Linked DNA regions of Xenopus laevis: region 2 is linked to region 1. A link is a contact called in public Hi-C data. All regions are on one chromosome and are shown on one strand. Each heading gives the region's core, a stretch centred on a gene start, on an enhancer-like site or on the middle of the called end of the contact. The rest is flanking DNA. Distances are from core to core; before and after follow the strand shown.

Evidence for each region. A called contact is a pair of places that touch in the nucleus more often than the background predicts.
Region 2: a Hi-C map of the XL177 cell line shows a contact between it and region 1, with 3 times the contacts expected there. The contact joins two enhancer-like sites. A contact is called at or near these places in 2 of 4 Hi-C or Micro-C datasets (the XL177 cell line and the XTC cell line).

The regions. Positions count from the first base shown.
Region 1 is chr4S:21,118,115-21,123,575 of Xenopus_laevis_v10.1, forward strand. nav2.S (neuron navigator 2) reads right to left here. Exons shown (of 41, transcript XM_041561025.1): 8 at 5,291-5,439. Among protein-coding and RNA genes, the nearest start is that of dbx1.S, 120 kb to the left of the region's middle. Within about 2 kb of position 2,852, at least 1 of the 7 cell types and tissues checked has an H3K27ac peak or open chromatin away from gene starts, as enhancers often do.
Region 2 is chr4S:21,192,065-21,197,525 of Xenopus_laevis_v10.1, forward strand. All of the region lies in intron 2 of nav2.S (neuron navigator 2), which reads right to left. Among protein-coding and RNA genes, the nearest start is that of nav2.S, 56 kb to the right of the region's middle. Within about 2 kb of position 2,422, at least 1 of the 7 cell types and tissues checked has an H3K27ac peak or open chromatin away from gene starts, as enhancers often do.

The DNA.
Region 1 (5,461 bases), core at 1,602-4,101:
TGGTTGCCAGGGTCAATGCCCCTAGCAACCACTGACATTAAGGCATGGAAAGAAAACTAGTTCCAAACTGAACTGCTGCTCCTTTAAAGGACCAGTAACCTCAAAAAATTTAATTGTTTTTAAGGAAAGGACAACAACTGTATAATAATAATAATAATTATAAAACTGTGTGTGAAGTCTGTCAGTGTGTGAGTACAGCTAGTGCAAATCTGACTGTGTATATTATACACTGGGACACTGCTGTACACTAGGAAATACAGGATCTTGCATGAAAGGCAACAATGTAGCAATTACAGCGACACATACAAATCTGGATATTTTATATATTACAGAGAAAAATCTGGGATGATCACTCCACTATCACTTCATATGGACCAGCCATGCAGGACCAGCCATGCAGAACCAGGGGGCACAGAAGGCCTATGTGCTAAGTATGGGGTACATCGAAGGTCTATGGGCTGGGTATGGGGTACATGGAAGGCCTATGGACTGGATAATGGGCACAGAAGGTCTGTGGGCTGGGTATGGGGTACATTGAAGGCCTATGGACTGGGTATGGGGTACATTGAAGGCCTATGGACTGGGTATGGGGTACATTAAAGGCCTATGCACTGGGTATGGGGTACATTGAAGGTCTATGGGCTGGGAATGGGGTATTCTGAAAGCCTATTGGCTAGGTAAGGGGTACAGAATGTCTATGGGCTGGGTATGGAGTACATTGAAGGTCTATGGGCTGGGAATGGGGTACATTTAAGGTCTATGGGCTGGGAATGGGGTACATTGAAGGTCTATGGGCTGGGTATGGGGTACATTGAAAGCCTTTGGGAAGGGTAAAGGGCACAGAATGTCTATGGGCTGGGTATGGGGTACATTGAAGGCCTATGGGTTAGGTATGGGGTACATTGAAGGCATATGGACTGGGTAAGGGGCACAGAAGTTCTATGGGCTGAGTATGGGGTAGATTGAAGGTCTATGGGCTGGAAATGGGGTACATTGAAAACTATGGGCTGGATATTGGGCACAAAATATCTATGGGCTGGGTATGGGGTACATTGAAGGTCTATGGGCTGGGAATGGGGTACATTGAAAGCCTTTGGGCTGGGTAAGGGGCACAGAATGTCTATGGGCTGGGTATGGGGTACATTGAAGGCCTATGGGCTAGGTATGGGGTACATTGAAGGCATATGGACTGGGTAAGGGGCACAGAAGTTCTATGGGCTGGGTATGGGGTACATTGAAGGTCTATGGGCTGGCAATGGGGTACATTGAAACCTATGGGCTGGATAAGGGGCACAAAATATCTATGGGCTGGATATGGGGTACATTGAAGGTCTATGGGCTGGGTATGGGGTAAATTGAAGGTCGATGGGCTGGGTATGGGGTACATTGAAAGTCTATAGGCTGGGTAAGGAGCACAGAATGTCTATGGGCTGGGTATGGGGTACATTGAAGGCCTATGGGCTGGGTATGGGGCACATTGAAGGCCTATAAACCGGGTATGGGGTACATTGAAGGCCTATGGGCTGGGTAGGGCAAATGTTCAGCCCTTGTAGACACTGTGCCCCTTGCCAATCCCATCAGGTGAGCACACCTGGCATCCTCATACTCTCAGCCACCCAAGGTAGTAATTGGACTCAGATTAGGATTAGTGATGCTGCTTTGTCTTTTGAGACTATTGTTTTGATCCCTGCCATAATGCAAGGCAGAGCTGCTGCTTTTAGCAAAGAACGAAATAGAATTGTGAGCCCAATTAAATGAATTCCCCCCCCCATGCCAGAATAAGCAATTTTTATATCCGACAATGACACAGAAAGCTGGTGTGTTGTGACTGTCACTATTCCCAGAGGCAGGAATGCGTAGCCCACAGCCCGTCTCATTCTGGACACATTTAGCTCTGCACTTATCTAATAGGCTCTGCACAGCTACAAACAGGCCTTTCAGCACCTGGCACTGACATTTAAAGGGACAGCATCACCTCATCAACAAAATGTCATCTGAATTGGCTCTTGATGAAATTGATACTATAGTGTTGGCCAAAGGACCTTAGATTGTAAGCTCTGCTGGGGCAGGGGCAGGGACAGGTGTGACTGAAGAACAGAAAAGCTCTGAATACACATGGCAGCTCTATATAAATAACCAGTAATAATAACTGAAGGCAGTTGCAGTACCGCTTCTCACCAGTTAGGGGCATCACTCAACATTTCCCATTGGGCTGCAACAGAACAGCTCCACAATACCATTTATGCTGCAGGCAGGGCACTGAAGTTTGAAACAAAATAACCTAAACACCTACATGAAAGGGGAAGTTTGCTTAAAAATAAACATTGTGCTAAAGGTGAAATGAAGAAAGTCTTGCAGTTGGTCTGTACATTTTATAGATCAAATGTCAAGAGTCGGAAGAATATCAATGAATGGAAATACCTTCCAGTTTGGGTTCAGAACACACAGCACCAATGGTTCTCCTGCTTAGGGACCCAGATATATCTGTGTATTTATTCAATGACTGGTAAGTTTCTCCATAGATTCTAATGAAATAGCCCCCCCCAGTGGCCAAATGATCCTAAAAGGCTTGGCCAAAACTACATCTCCCATCATCCTCCACCAAGCAAAATCCACCATAAACAGAGAGAGAAAGAGAGAGTGTGCAGGAAAATGACAGTTTGCCCCTGTGATGTTTAACCCCCAGGCAGCAGCCCCACAAAGTGCACTTACCTGCCCTGCACAGAACCAGCATGTCCTTCTCTCTTATCTCTCCCTACTGCCAGCTTCTCTCACTCTCTCTGCCGCCTCCTATCACATTCACAGGCAGGAGGGGAGTCTGTGTCTCTCCTCCCCTAATAACCCCAATGCTCCTGTGGCCGACAACTCCCACCCTGACACCCTACCTCCCACCTTCCCAATCAGAAACAAACACAAGTGCCCTTTCTGCCCCCACCCAGTCTACACTCAGGATATATCAGCTGCTGGCTGTGGGGTCAGCAGGACCAGGTTTTAGGGTAAGGCAGGGAGTGGGGGTTTGTCCCAGGGGCCCCAGCACCACATGTTTGATATTTTCAGTCAAGTAAATCCAACCTGCAGCTCTCCAGCTCTTTGCAAACTGCAACTCCCAGCAACTCTCAGACAATCCACAATATAATATGTGAGTGGGGGGGTCGCTGTCTGTGTGAATCTGCTCTAAGACATGAATTTGCAACACAGAGGGGTCCCTATTGCAGCGCCTATAAGGCTCACACGGCCAGGGCCCCTGGGGTGACATTTTCTGGGACGTTTCCATTCGTTGGGTTAAATATAGAAGGAATGGAAACAAAGTAACAAGGGGGATGCTTAAGATTTATTTCAAAAGCAAAGATAAACCACCAGTTTATTGGACGTTACAGACGAGTAAAGGGGAATATAAACAAACATGGCGAGCGTTTCCTTCTATGGCCAAAGAATTCCCAGCCGCACGCGTCCCCAACTTAGAAATATTATTTATAAAGGATTATTGTGTAGCAGGTCTGCAGCTCCCGATGTGCTCAGAACCTGTGCCGTTTAACCCCTCGTGCTCCACTGGCGACTGAATGCGAATCCGCAAGCAGGCACTACAATTGTTTACTGGCCATTTATCTTCATTCCCAATAAAAAAAATCAGCAAGAGAAGAGGAGCAGCTCCGCTCTCTATTTGGCTCGTTCCCTTTGGGAGTTAAAAAAGACTGTGGAAACTTCCTCCTCTGCAAATTGGAAACACATTCGGGGGCACCGCAGGTATTAATAACTGTAAAGAATTGGCTTTATTTGGGAACTTGAGAAGGATTCGGTTACGGGGCTCTGTGAATACAAAAAAGGTGTTGCTTGGGGTGGGGCGGGGTTGCGTTAACTTGAATTGTTCCCCTGGAAGGGAATAAAATCAACAGATCTATCTGATGCCATGCTGTATATCTCACCTTTATACTGTAGTACTATGGCAGCTCTCACCATTATGTATAAGAAACAGAAAGACCTGCAGGATTCTGCTCCCAGGTTTAGCAGTGAATTGTGAGCTCACAGGAAACTGGGAAGTGGTGAGGTCCATGCCTGGGAATGACCTTGGGATGCCAGGAGCAGGTTAATATGTAAAGGGGGCTGGAGACTGGAGTTAAAGTGTAAGCCAATGGCAAGCACCATAGAAGGCTGGGCTCTTAGTTTTGTGGGAAATCCCCCCACCCAAACCAGGGTGATGACCCCCGACGCAGTTTCCTGGCTCACAGATAGAAGGTCAAGGGAAGGTAATGTCTCTCTAATACAGGTTACTGCCCAGGTCGCTCTCTCTCTCTCCCTCTACAGTCTGCTCATAAAATTGCAATGAGAAAACAAAAAAATTAATTTGTGAGCCCCGAGATGAGGACCCATAGGAATAAAAATATTATTTAGTGACTATAAACTCAATGAAAGGTTTTCTGGTGCCCTCTCCTGTCACAGTATAAAACTACACGTAGAATAATGTTAGAAAGGATGGATATACTGCTCAGACTTATCCTTTGCATTTTGCTGACTGCCCCCCTTTATCAGAGAGAGAGCAGGGTCCAACAGAATCCACAGAACATATGTACAACATCTAAACCCAGCAGGAAGCAGCCGGTTTCACTACACACTCCTTCTTGCTGCTGTCTGGCTTTAATGTGGGGATAACTTAGTTACACTCCCCTTTAAGCCCTTATTTTACAACAAAATGTCCCTGCGATGCTCCAGAAATATTCCTTCCAATGTTGCTCTCTTGCTTCCTTCCATACATGAGCACAGCAATTGCTACTCACAAACACCGGAATAGCAAGACAATGACTGGACACTAGGGGGCCCCTTGTACCAGAAGTCAGTGTGATAATACAACTATAATGGACCTAATACACAGTACACAGTAACAAATACACAGTAACAAATAAGGGTCAGGGAACCTGGGCAGATTCAGGGAGATTAGTCGCCAGGCAACAAATCTCCTCTTCTTCAGGCAGCAATCTCCCCGAAACTACCTACCCCTACCTTCGGCTATAATGAAAAATGCCCAGCGGGATGGCACTCACGTCGCTTGCGGAAAACAAAGCGCCGCAAGTGCCATCCCGCTGCCGATTTTTTCATTATAACTGGCGGAACGGTAGGAGAAGGCAGTCTGGGGAGATTGTCGTCCCGAAGAAGAGGCGATTTGCCGCAGGGGCGACTTATCTCCCCGAATCTGCCCGTGTGCCCTTACCCTAAATGCACAGAATTAATTCACTGTACTAATGTGACACTATTCACTCAGTTCATAGGTAAGTACAGGGCATGGACGGCCACTTACCTTTATCATTTACAGTTGCCGGGGGATTCAGCAGCTTTGCCTTTTCATGGTTGTTAAAGCTCTGACTACGCCTGCTGCCACCACCAATCTGCCCTCGGGATTTGTTCTCACTGCCGGCTGCCGGCCCCCTTGAGCTTGGGGCAGGGAGTCTGGGGAAACAAAAAGGCAGAT
Region 2 (5,461 bases), core at 1,172-3,671, 74 kb after region 1:
CTATATGTATTTTGTGGTCACACCCTCATTGCACCCCCGCCTAATGATTTTAAAAACTAGTGGTGAGCACAACTTTCTCTTGTTTGTTGTAGTTCTACAAGAGCAGTGACCAGCTCCATGTTGTAGCTCCCACCCCCTCCAACTATAGTCAGGTGATCCCACTGGTGTCTAATAAAAGGGCAGCCAAGTTTGGGAGTTTTACTTTGAAAGCAGCTAGTAAGTTGCAGGTAAAACGTATTCGTCCCTTTTATAAAATGTATAATGAAACCATAGAATTCTTAATGAATCAAATGAAAATTGAGCATAGGACTGGCCAGATATGGGATGACTTTGACGTAGTTGGCCAGCTTAAATATATTGCAATATATGGACAAACAATCCCTGTTTTGTTTAAAGGGTAAGGCATTTTTTAGTAGCAGTATGCACAAAATGTCGCTGTCTTAAATATATTGATAATGGGTTGAGTGCAGAGGAATCTTGTATTTGTCTATATATATATATATATATATATATATATATATATATATATATATATATATATATATATATATATATATACCCTGTGCATGGGCCCTGACTCCTTTGCTGCACATTCCTTCCTAAAACTCTTTCTCTCACCAAGAGGAATATACTCAGCACTCTATTTACTCACTAATCTCTTCCTATCTAATGCACTTCCAAGCAGATTATGTAAATTGGCTTGCTCTAACATATATCTATCTATCTCTCATCAATCTGTCATCTATCATATATTTGTCCTCTATCTGTCATCTATCTATCATCTATCAGTCATCTATCTATCACCTGTCATCCACCTGTAATCAGTCATCTATCTGTCATCTATCATCTATTTATCAATATCATATATTTGTAATATGTAATCTAGCTATCATATATCTGCACCTGTCTGAGTAGGTTATATAGGAAATCTCAGATGTGTAAGGTGGATATAAGCAATTTTAAGATAGGGTGGATACCTTCCAAACAAAAAAGCATTATAAGCACATATAAAGAGAGGCCCAGGGGTGTGCCCTGGGTGTTACTGGTCTAGTGTTAAATAAAATCCAAGAGCCGAATCTTGTTTAAAATCATCCTTTTACAAGCTCTAGTCACTCAGGCTGCAGTAACACAGTCAGCATTTAATAGTTTGTATTTTGTAAAATACACTGGCACTGATATACACAGATATGGCAATGATATGGCACAAATATGGCACAGATGGTCTCTACTCCCTTCAGTTACTGGCATCAGGATCACATATCCAAAGCTTTAATAGAATAAGCCTTTGTGGATAACAGTGTGGGGCTCTGGCATTGGTGAATTTAGGGCACCATGGGCCCCTGCACATGCTGGAGGCGGAGCTATAGGCCCCAGGCTGCCATCAGAATCACCTATATCATAATGTTCCACAGGACAGAAATGATTGGGAATGGGAAGTTGGGACGGAATATCAGAGACATTGTGATTGCCAGATATTTTGTATATTTGTACAGCCAGCAGTGCAGCTGCTTCTAATCAGACTGTAAGTGTGTTACATTGGATTTAAACCCAACACTCGTCCTAGAGACCTGCAGGGGTCTAATACAACCGGCAAACTCCCATTCGGAGTCATGGCACCTATGATGGGGAAGGCCCAGACTGATGGTAGAAATATACAAAGAAGGAATGTTCTGGGCACACAATAAGCTATACCAACATACTGTACTGTCTAAGGGAATCAATATGGTACCTCCTACTCATATGTATAAATATAAAGAGAAGGAATGTTCTGGGCACACAATAAGCTATACCCTGATACTGTACTGTCTAAGGGAATCAATATGGCACCTCCTAATCATATGTATAAATACAAATATAGAGAGAAGGAATGTTCTGGGGCCTGGACATACAATAAGCTATACCCTCATACTGTACTGTCTAAGGGAATTAATATGGCACCTCCTACTCATATGTATAAATACAAATATACAGAGAAGGAATGTTCTGGGTGCATAGGGAGCTGTGAGCCAAGGCTAATGGGGAGACCACAAAGCCCTGGAATAGGTTCCATTTCTCAGTAAATATTAGCAGGTGAGAACATTTGTTTCTGTTCCCCGTTTAAAATCAAACAGATCCAAACAAGAGCCCTTTGAGCCACTTTGCTGTGCCTAAGTATGGTTAGGTACCAGCAAATTGCTTCTCCGAGGGAAAATTCATGTAAATCTGAGCTCTGTGCCTCTGCCAAGACTGGCTTTACACTGCTGAAGTCGCCAGCAGCACTCAGAACTGGTGCCAGGGCCCCGGTGGGTGGCTGAAATTAAATAAACTGTTAATAAATAGTTTCTAAGGCATCTGGCACCAAACCTGACGCCACCAGAGAAAGCCGGCACTTGCATCTCGCAGCTGCACTGGGTTTATTGGAAGGAAGCACATTAGTGTGAGCGCACTCTGCTCTCTGTTGTCTGAACATGGTACTGCACTGCTCAATCAATAGGGTTACACAGAACTAATGAGTGTGATTGCTGCCTGTCACCATCAAATATTGCCCAAATGATCTTTATACACAGCAGTATCAAACCAGTACAGACATAACAATGACTAATGATTGCTGCCCAGCCCTTGGTATTGCTCAGAGCTTCCCAGCAGCTTGCTTATCTCAAACCCCTATAAAGCGGCCCATAGATAAAGTCATACCAATCAAAGGTTTGCACAATTTTTAACCATGTGTGTTGTCCCAACGTTTATTGTACAGGTATAGGATCATTTATCCAGATACCCAATATCCAGAGAGCTCTGAATTACGAAAGGGTCATCTCCCATACACTCTATTTTATCGAATAACCCAAACATTTAAAAATTACTTCCTTTTTCTGTGTAATAATAAAACAGTAGCTTGTACTTGATCCCAACTAAGATATAATTAATCCTTATTGGAGGCAAAACCAGCCTATTGGCTTTATTTAATGTTTACATTTTCTAGTAGACTTAGGGCATGAAGCTCCAAATTACGGAAAGATATGTTATCTGGAAAACCCCAGGTCCTGAGCATTCTGGATAACAGGTCCTATACCTGTACTGTGGCGATCAGTCATTAAGTCAACCAGACAGGTTAGAGCAAGGTCACACGGGGAGATTCGGGGAGATTTAGTCGCCCGGCGACTAATCGCCTCTTCTTCTGGGCGACAATCTCCCCGAACTGCTTTCCCCTGCCTTCCCGCCGGCTATAATGATGGCACTCGCTGTGCTTCGTTTTCCGAAGTCGCCTGAACTTTCCTCTTGAGGCAACTTCAGGCGAATTCGGAAAACGAAGCGCAGCAAGTGCCATACCACTGGTGAGTTTTTCATTATAGCCGGCGGGAAGGTATGGGAAGGCAGTTCTGAGAGATAGTCGCCCAGAAGAAGAGGCAATTTGTCGCTGGGGCGACTAATCTCTGAGTGTGACCTTACTCTTTCTGCATTTCTGTCTGCTAACGATAACGATCTCTGCATGTACACATATGGGACCTGTTATCCAGAATGTCTGGGACCTGTGGTTTTTCAGATAACAGATCTTTTAATGATTTGTATCTCCATACCTTAAGGCTAAGGCCACACTAGGCGATAGCGCCGCGATTTGACTCGCGGCGACTTTTCAAATCGCGGCGCTATCGCCTAGTGTGGCCTTAGCCTAAGTCTACTAGAAAATCCTAAAAACATAAAATAAACCCAATAGGCTGTTTGCCTCCAATAAGGATGAATTATATCTTAGTTGGGATTAAGTACAAGCTGCTGTTTTACTGGGTTGCTAGGATTCCACCAAACCCTAGCAACAGAGTCCAGGAGTAATTGGCTTATCCTGAGCTAAGACACACACACACACACACACACACACACACACACACACACACACACACACACACATATTCAAACTAGGGTTCCACTGAATCCACTAGAGTTATGGGACATGTTATCCAGAATGCTCGGGACCCGTGGTTTTGTGGATAATGGATCTTTTCAGAATTTGGATCTTCATACCTTAAGTCTACTAGAAAATCATGTAAACATTAAATAAACCCAATGCTTTTGCCTCCAATAAGGATTAATATCTTAGTTTGGATCAAGTACAAGCTATTGTTTTATTATTAAACAGAAAAAGGAAATCATTTTAAAAAATGTCAATTATTTGGAAAAAAAAAAGTTTTCTGGATAACAGGTTTTTGAATAACAGATCCCATACCCATATCAATGGGTGACTGTCACTTCTGTTTGTCGGACATAACTTTCATATGATTGCTGTCACGGGCAAAACATCGTCCGATTTGTTCTTTTACTACTTTATTTAATCTGAATGGTTAGTGGCAGGTTGGAACATTGGGACATTCGATCGTTCGTTCGCTACAAGGCTATAATCTGCTGAAATAAAAAGTACTGGCCCCCGGTGCTGATTAGTTGCTATAGGTAACGTACAGCTGATAGGAGGACTTTCATGTCCGCTTCCTTATCCAGTGTCTCACAAAATCTTTCTCCCAAATAAAATATCATAAGATCCATCATTGATATATAGAAGGATAAGGATATTCAACTATCCATGTGCAAGGTGACAACTCCATGTCATTTATATTCATGTACATTTATAGTGAATAATACACACAACCCAGGCCTCATAATACCAATACCAGAGTACATACAAGAAGAAATTCACAAAAGGTCAGTCAGTCGGGTTAAAACCGCCCAAACAACAAAATCCAGGCGCATATAGGGCAGCTTTAGTCTCACTTGACCAGAACATATCAATATAGATTGTGTATTGGTTGCTATGGGTTACTGCACCTACTGAGTCACAAACATCCAGTTGCTGCAACATTTGGGAGAAAGAAATATTTGTTCTATAAGATTTCTCTTGGGCTACAACAGTATGGTGGATATTACAACTTTGCTATACAGGTATGGGATCTGTTATCCAGAAAGCTCCGAATTACTGAAAGGCCGTCTCCCATAGACTCCATTTTATCCTAATAATGTTAATTTTTTTATAATGATTTCTTTTCAATAATAAAACAGAAGCTTGTACTTGATCCCAGCTAAGATATATTTCATCTTTATTGGAAGCAAAACCAGCCCATTGGGTTTATTTCATGTTGACATTTTCTAGTAGACTTAAAGTGACTTAAAGTGATGCTGACACTAAAAAATTATTCATCAAAATATGAATGGACATCAAAAGTTCCCTATAGCTCATGTTGATAATTTTTCACTGATAGGACTGCTTTTGTAAGTAATTGCTACTTGAATTTCCTAAACCATGCCAACCTGACTGTCCCTTCTCAACACGTCAGTTAGAGTGTTTAATGCTAACAGACTACTGAAGCTCAAATATGGCAGCACCCTCAGAGAGGAACACGGGGGATCAGATGGGTAATGTAAAAGCATCTGCAAATACTTTTATGGCAAAATTATAGATATCATTCAAAGATAATGTTATGATAGATGTAAAAAAAAGGTT